3 separate regions of the Sus scrofa genome follow, and regions 1 and 2 are each linked to region 3. Evidence: chromatin contacts called from public Hi-C data. All regions are on one chromosome and are shown on one strand. The core of a region is the stretch at or near the end of the contact, and the rest is flanking DNA. Distances in the headings are between cores, read along the strand shown.

The links. Hi-C and Micro-C count contacts between places; a contact is called where the count stands out from the background.
Region 1: a Hi-C map of embryonic fibroblasts shows a contact between it and region 3, with 4 times the contacts expected there. The contact joins two enhancer-like sites. A contact is called at or near these places in 10 of 47 Hi-C or Micro-C datasets (adipocytes, embryonic fibroblasts, fetal skeletal muscle and 6 more) and 1 of 2 datasets of contacts at active chromatin or transcription factors (skeletal muscle).
Region 2: a contact with region 3 is called in a Hi-C map of embryonic fibroblasts, with 3 times the contacts expected there. The contact joins two enhancer-like sites. A contact is called at or near these places in 4 of 47 Hi-C or Micro-C datasets (embryonic fibroblasts, epiblast stem cells, skeletal muscle and 1 more).

What each region holds. Positions count from the first base shown.
Region 1 is chr15:93,896,722-93,899,421 of Sscrofa11.1, reverse strand. It overlaps a transcript of COL5A2 not described here. Among named protein-coding and RNA genes, the nearest start is that of WDR75, 83 kb to the left of the region's middle. Within about 2 kb of position 1,386, at least 18 of the 83 cell types and tissues checked have an H3K27ac peak or open chromatin away from gene starts, as enhancers often do. A contact at or near this core is called in embryonic fibroblasts, where this site is marked.
Region 2 is chr15:93,850,707-93,853,406 of Sscrofa11.1, reverse strand. It overlaps a transcript of COL5A2 not described here. Among named protein-coding and RNA genes, the nearest start is that of COL5A2, 93 kb to the right of the region's middle. Within about 2 kb of position 1,291, at least 13 of the 83 cell types and tissues checked have an H3K27ac peak or open chromatin away from gene starts, as enhancers often do. A contact at or near this core is called in embryonic fibroblasts, where this site is marked.
Region 3 is chr15:93,206,140-93,208,839 of Sscrofa11.1, reverse strand. All of the region lies in intron 6 of GULP1 (PTB domain-containing engulfment adapter protein 1), which reads right to left. Among named protein-coding and RNA genes, the nearest start is that of DIRC1, 210 kb to the left of the region's middle. Within about 2 kb of position 1,434, at least 4 of the 83 cell types and tissues checked have an H3K27ac peak or open chromatin away from gene starts, as enhancers often do. A contact at or near this core is called in embryonic fibroblasts, where this site is marked.

The sequences.
Region 1 (2,700 bases), core at 137-2,636, 690 kb before region 3:
AACAGCTAATGGCAGGATTTATAGCTGCAGAAAATGAGAGATAATTTAGCCTGAACTTTGTGTATATGTGACATGAACTCTGCCCCTCCAAGTTTATATTGCTTACAGCAGACCCTCCTAGTTTGTTAGCAGCTTTTCCATTAGGTCCGGGTGCAGCTTTAGAATTGGTAACCAGACATTGCCAGTTAAAGAAAGAAGGAAAATGAGTTGAAACCCATTTTTTTTTTTTTTTTTTGTCTTTTTAGGGCCACACCTGCGGCATATGGAGGTTCCCAGGCTAGGGGTCTAATCGGAGCTGTAGCTGCCGGCTTATGCCAGAGCCACAGCAACGCCAGATCCGAGCCACGTCTGCGACCTACACCACAGCTCATGGCAATGCCAGATCCTTAATCCACTGAGCGAGACCAGGGATTGAACCGGCAACCTCATGGTTCCTAGTTGGATTTGTTTCCACTATGCCATGATAAGAACTCCTGAAACCCATTTTCGATCTTTCATGTAGTCCAGTCCTTTCCTACTATGGAAGAGAAAGCTGAGGCCCAGAGAGGTTATTGATTTCCTTAAGGAAATGCATTTAGTGAGTGGTCAGAACTTGTATTACAAGTCAGAATTCCTAATTCAGTTCTCCTTCACTGCACTGTCTGCCTTTCTTGTTCATCTTTTTTCGTAATAACTGGAATTGGGATTCAGTATCAGTTGCTATTTTTTTTTCTTGAGCAAATAAATTAACCCATGATTTTCTTGAACTAATACTTATTAGTTTATGTAAATGAGCCCCACTGACCACTTTACTCTGGTGATTATTTGTATTTTTAAAAGCCATGATGTTTGATTCAAACCTTCTGCTCGTTTGGCTTTTAGAAAAGTAAAAGCCTGAGGGTTAGCAGATGTTGAAGGAGGTATAATCAACGTAGGAAGAGGTTTCCGAAGTAAGAGTAACTCCAAATATTGCCCACATACTCTCCTTTGATCATTTGACTTTTTTTCTTTTCTGGTCTGGATATCATGCTGTAAATTTTGTGTTGGAATCCACTGAAGCTGGCTACAGTTAATCTTTCTTTTTACTGAGGACATGCTCATGCTTGCTGACAACTACAAAATTAATGTGGACTTAACTTAGCCAAAGGAAAAACAGGATGAGAAAAGACAATATGAAGCCTCTTTTTCTCATCACTTATGCCTCCACCCCACTGTTTTTTGTTTGTTTTAGTTACATTTTCAAATATTCTCTCATTTTCCCATGTTCTTTCTTGGCTTAGCAAAGCTTCTAATACACAGATGACAAACATGGGTTCCAGAAGTGCTGACTCATCACAGCAGAAGTCCTGTGTCTTGGCAGGAGACTTTAAAGTGTTGAGACTGGCCCTTTTCAAAGTAAGTCCGCAGCAGCAGATGTCACTGTTGGTCTATTTTAACTTCAGGGCACTTTATGAGTAGTGTTTTCTCATGAGCATATGAGCCCAGTAATACTAAATTTGAGGCCATGATTATGTGGGACATTTCATGATGGTCTTTAGCACTAATATACTATACATATAACTTTTTTTTGAGGTGTAGTCAATTACTTAGAGTTTTAATGTTGTAATTATTATATTTATACCAGTGCCATTTCCCTTTTTTAATAGAGATCTTTTCCATGCAGTCTAAATTTTCTTTGTCTTCCTCCTTCTTTCTGCATGTTATTCCTTAAACATGGGATAGTTTTCTTTTTTTCTGCTCTAACATACTTATTTGTATATGTATAAATCTCCATAATTCTTGCATTCTCTAATGTACTTTCTTCAATGTTAATTTTTGTGCAGTTAACTACAATGCAGTTAACCTCCACTTTTCTGAGTAAATAAGTTGTGTTAGTTACTTATCTGTTGTCTCTCAGCTCCATGTCCTCCTTTCTGACTCTACTCTGTAATGCTAGGGCTGTGACTCTGCAAACTTTGTTCCTCAAATTTTAGAGTCATTAAAGTGGAACTTGAAAGTATTGGGGATGAGTAGTAGGATATGAGATAAGACTTTCTTCCAGTTTTTAAATTTGTACCATTCTTCTTGGCTGAAGTTCCAAAATGGCACATTTCCTAATCATCAACCTTTGGGAGTGACTCCAGCCTCCAGTTCCTTTTGGCACTTCCAGAGCCAGCCTCATCCTATTCCCACAGAGGTACCAGCAGCAGGCAGCCCAAACACCTTCCTTAAAGCATCAAATCTGGGGCCTTGTTCTTTTAGCTCCGAGATTCTGGTTAGCCTCGCCATTTCCCTTTTGGTCGTCTAACCTCAGGCGGGGTGGCTGCTTCCTGGGTTACCTTGGTTTTCCCTTTTTGCTTGTTCAGCCCTCTAACACCTGTGAAAACAATTCCCTCCATTAAAATCCCGTTTGTTAAAAACTGTGGTTTCTTGACTTGCCATGTGTATGTGTGGTTTCTTGACTTGCCACGTGTGTGTGTGTGTGTGTGTATTTGAAAAATAATATTTCAAATTATATTTAATGTTAAAAATGGGAAAAATCAAGTAGCAATTCATTATATCATATTTTTTATTTATATTAAAAATACTTTCCTGATTTAGTCCTTTAGCATGTGATATGTATGTGATGATTTTTACTATGGAATATGCCTTGTGAAATATACATGTATACCTCCACAATCAAAACAAAAATGGGTGTTGACATCTATAGTAATTTTTCCTTGCAGAAATACTCAGTCCTTA
Region 2 (2,700 bases), core at 42-2,541, 640 kb before region 3:
AGAGTATGGCATTATGAGATACATTAAGAAGAGTAATCATAATGATTTCCTTTTTCTGCTGGCTCTGTGTATGGCTCTAAACTTGTAATTAAACATGGTCTCTTAGTAAGAACCTACTGTAACCCTTATGATAGCACTCATTTTAGTATCTAATCGTGTTTTCTTGTTCCATGTGTACAGGTTTTGTCTTAGGAGGAGTAGTTCTTGAAGGTAGGGATAGGGCATCTGTTAGAGGACTGGGGTCATAATGAGTAAAGGAGGTGCCCGAAAGGGGGCTTTTCCACTTACAAGTGATTACATCTCTCTTTCCCTCTTCTTATCCCTCCCCAAGTCACTGGTCCTATGTTCAGTGTGCCTGTACCGCATCTGTGTCAAATCTCAGTGGCCAGTAACCAAGACGGAAAAGCAAATAACATTATTTATTCAGCTGTTCTTTAGCTTTTTGTGGAAAAAAATTTTTTTTGAAATTTTAATTCAACTACCATTTGTTATGTGCTATGTACTTTGTGGATGTTATTTACTTAAATTTACAATAACACTATGCAGTCCAGTGCTCTGCCATTGAGCTATACCCCTTTCACAATAACTCTATGAATTAAGTACTATTATTTTCTTATTTTATGGAGGACTCTGAATCCTTAAGCTGATAAGTGACAGAACCAGCTTAGTACTGTATTCCTAGTTAGTGCCAGGCATGGCCTCTCACAGGTGCAATGAACTCTTCTCAAATTTAGGCAGATCATCTCAAAAGCACAAATCATTTTTTTTTCCCAGAAAGTAGGTAATGGATATTATGGCATTAACTCTAAATTAATATTCACAAAGTAAATATTTCTTTTTAGGTTCATTTTCATTTTGCTCCTCTTTTTTGAAAAAAATAATAGATGACACTTTCTTCCTAGAAAAAAGATACTGTGAATCTAAACTTAATTCCTATCTTAGAATATTTTCCCCCTTTGTTAGATTTTCAGAGATAAAATTTTAGGCAAAACAAACTCTGTTGAATTTATGAACCCAGAAGTAAATGAAAAATGACTTGAGAAACCACCTTTTTTCACTTAGAACACATTTTTTTTTTTTTGAAGGATTTTTGGTTCACTTAAAATAGTGCCATAAAGTCTCTTAAAATCATTTAAGACTGGAAATCTCATCCATGCTATGGAGTGTCTTCAAGTTGTGCCAGCAGCTCACCATTCTCAAGATATGCCTTTTCTGGCTGTAGTGAAGTGTGACTACCTCCTGTTTTTCCCTCCAAGTGCCTCCCATGGAAATTCTTGAAAAATAAAGCAACGTTTCAACCCACACTTTAATGAGTGGACTGGAATCCCTATCCCTTTAGATATCTCAGTAGTGACTCATAGAATTGTCTAGCCCTCGCTTTCCTAACATTTTCCATTCACTGTAAGTTATTTCTTCATCTTCTTTTGCTGTGCAAAAGTGCTTTTCATGTCTGCCAGCTGAAAAACTCGAAATAAATAAGACCTATAGTTTCAAATTTGAATGTGCTATTTGGGCTTTTTAATGCAGCCCTAGTAATCTGGTGTTTGGCAGAAGTATCATCTGAAAATGGACAGTTAGGATGCAACTAAGAGTTGCTTGTCTATAATTTACTAAATGCAATGCCAAACTGTGCAATCTGACCTGCCCGTGCCATTTAATGCTCTCTTCAGTCATTTGTTTTATCACGTGTGATGAGTTTCTGTGGAGTCACCCTTAGGCCACCCCAAGAATCCAGGCACTAGTTTCAAAGTACTAAATGGCTGCCCAGTGAAATAAAATAGTGTCAGAAACACATACCAAAAGGGATGTTAGAATGCTGACATAAATGGGTTCAGTAAGAACATTTGAGGGGACAGACAACATTCTAATTAAATGATATGTTCAACCAGAAATGTTCATGCCTCAGCTGGTGGTTCATTTGCTTCATGCAAAGATTCTCTGGTTATAAATAATAAGATAAAAATATAGAAAAATATTATAGTAGTGATAAATTAATTTATGAGGGACATTCTGTTTTATCAAAGGAATTTCTCAGAAATATGTATCTTTAAAAATCATTTCTCTTTTATTTCAAAGGACCACTTTGTCAGTTATTCTGAAATTAAGTTATATCTTTGACACTGTGCCTGGTCAGAATTGGTGTCCCCACTACGAAGATGTCAAGTTAGCTGATCATTCTAGTCCCACCTTGGTAGTTGTGATCTTCTGGAAATCAGTTATTTTAGCTCAAGCCCAGTTTTTCTTTATATGAAATGAATATAATATTTCTTGCTTTTTCTATCTTATAGGATTTTTGTGAGCATCAGATGAAATGATACAAATGAGAAATTGCGTTATGAATGTAGTTTATTAGTTAGAACTCAAAAGACCTTTTCAAATTGTCTTAACTTTCTCTAGAGGCACAAGACCTAGAATTACAAGCCCTGTTTTATAAGTAAAGTAGAGTTGTGATTTTTCACACCTTGGGGAAGTTTTGACATATTGTCTGGCATTAGGGGGACAGTGCCAATTTTTGTCATGGTGGCCTATCTCAGAAGACAATGCTCACATTCAAAGATAGCATCCAGTAGAGAGATTCACTGTGTCTTGCTTTGCATTTTATTTTTCTCCCTCTTTAAAAGATATAGCCTCAAGAGAACACTTTCCTAGTCTCACTCTCTCATACACACACACACATAAACATACACACATGATTACACA
Region 3 (2,700 bases), core at 185-2,684:
GCTTTTGTAAAGATATGCCATTATTAAACTGTCAATTCTAAACACTAAAGAAGTTCTCTTTATATACTGCATTTAATCATATTTGTATTTTCCTAATACTTAAACTCTGTATTAATTACTGAAAAAATGAAGCATTCTAAATGCTCAATAACGGAAGAATGGTTTAGTAGATTATAATTTATAGATTATGGTATTGGTGAAATTCTTATGGTCTAGGATATATTATTGGTAGTTTCTAATCAAAACAAACAAGAACACGTGTAGAAGATACATAACATGTATTATCAGGCCTACATATTTCAAGGTGTGTTTAGCAAGTCCTAAAATTCATGTAAGAAATTATCTATTCATAAATTACACACATACACTCCAAAACTGACCCATATGGTTTAGAAAAAACTTTAAACACAAACACTGTCTACAAATGACCTGTTCTAATTGGACATGCACTTGATTTTAAAAAGGATATGCAGGACTAGGATTGTTTTTCTTTTTCATTCGTTGCTACACTTTTGGCTGAATTGTCTCTCTGTAGTTTATGGCTTCCTCAGCCTACTGTTCTTTAGTAACTACCATTTACCTAATGAATTCATCTCAGCAGACACACCGTTCAGTAGATAATTCCTCATTTGCAACTGCCTTGTTTCCTGGCAAACTATATATATATAAAACTATATATTTAGTTTCCTTTCACCATGACTTCTTTTGTCTGCTTTCAGCCATCTTGGCAATAGTAATCGTGGGATAACCATAACCAAAGTGAAGTCTCCAACTCTTTAATTATTATTTAATATCGAGTATAGAGAATGGGAGGAAGTTAGAACAGCTATGGGAGGTCTTAAATTCATGGTTTGAAAGGTTTGAAGGAATGTAATTATTCTTTAAGTTGGAATTGAACAGTAACTGTGGGTGCATCCATGCCATTGTCCAGCTGTCCTCAAACATATTAAAAAGGCAAAATCTCCATGGCTATTCTGTAGGCTAAGATATGGGGTAGGACTTATTTTTGCAAATGTCTCAGGCATTTTGATGCAAGTATTCCACGGATTATAATTTGAAAGGGAAGGCTACTGCATGTAGCCAGCAGTCTGTGCACTATACTAGAACTCCTCAAACTTTAGCGTGCATGGTAGGTACTGTGTTTCTTCTTGAATTACAGATTTAGTAAGTCTGGAACAGGGCCTGCGTTTTTACGGTTCTAACAAGCTTCCAGGTGATGCAGATACTGCTAGTCCACTGTGAAGAGCAAGACATTGTCAGGGGTTGTTAAGCACATAGATTGAAGGTATCAGTGGCAAACCTGGACTAGTGAAAACTGCAGACCTGTGAAACAATTTTATTTATTTATTTATTGATTGATTCATTCATTCACAGGGCTGAGTCACATGGAAGTTCCTGGACCAGGGATCACACCCATGCCACAGCAGTGACATAAGCTGATCTTTAACCCACCGTGCTGCAAGGGTACTCCAAGATCTGTAAAAATATTTTCATAACCTTTTTATAGTCCAGGGTTTCCTTGGGCTTTCATGTTGAATTAATTTGTCAGTAAGCATACTACATTATTAAAAGAAAGTATTGATAATATATATTTGAAAAATAATTGGAGTTGAACGTTAGTCAATTTTTCCAAACTGACTTTCAGTGGTTTACCAACATTACTAAACAGTAATTCTGAGGTTCTGTGAATAAAGTACTATATTTATTTTTTAGGGCTGCCATAACAAAATACCACAGGCTGGGTGACTTCAACAACAGAAATGTATTTCCTCACAGTTCTGGAGGCTAAAAGTCGAAGGTCAAGGTGTTGGAAGGTTTGGTTTCTGCTGAAGTCTTGCCCTTTGGATTGCAGATGCCTATCTTCTTGCTGTGTCCTCACATTGCTTTTCCTCTGTGCTCACAAACCCCTGGTGTCTCTTTCTCTTATTGTAAGGACAGTAGCCTTACTGGATTAAGGCCCAATTAAGACATCATTTAACTTTAATTACCCTACAGGCTCTATCTCCAAATATAGTCACATTGCTGATTAGGCTTAAACATAGGAATTTTAGGTGAAAAAAATTCACATTCACAACATATTAGTACATATTAATAAATATGAATCTAGAATAGATTATATTTTCAACTTTTTTTCTCATTGGATCTGTAGGAGGAAAAGCTCTTAAATACAGGAACTTTAATTTTATACAGTGTTATAGGCTGAATTATGTTCCTCTCAAACATATATGGTAAAGCCTTAATTCCCCTTGCCTGAGAATGTGACTGTATTTGGAGATAAGGCTTGAAAGAGGTGATTAAGTTAAAATAAGATCTTCAGGGTGGTTTCTGATCCAACCTGACTTGTGTCCTTAAAAGAAGAGGAAATTGGACACACAAAGAGACCCTAAGGGTGTGTGCACACAGACAACCATGTTAAGAGGCAGCAGATGGGCTGCCATTTGCAAGCCAAAGAGAAAAGCCTTGGAAGAAACCTTGCCTGCTTCTGTCAACTTAATCTTGGATTTCCAGGAGTTCCCCTCGTGGCGCGGTGGTTAACGAATCTGACTAGGAACCATGAGGTTGCAGGTTCGATCAGTGGCCTTGCTCAGTGGGTTAAGGATCCAGCGTTGCCGTGAGCTGTGGTGTAGGTTGCAGGCATGGCTGGATCCCACGTTGCTGTGGCTCTGGCATAGGCCAGTGGCTATAGCTCTGATTAGACCC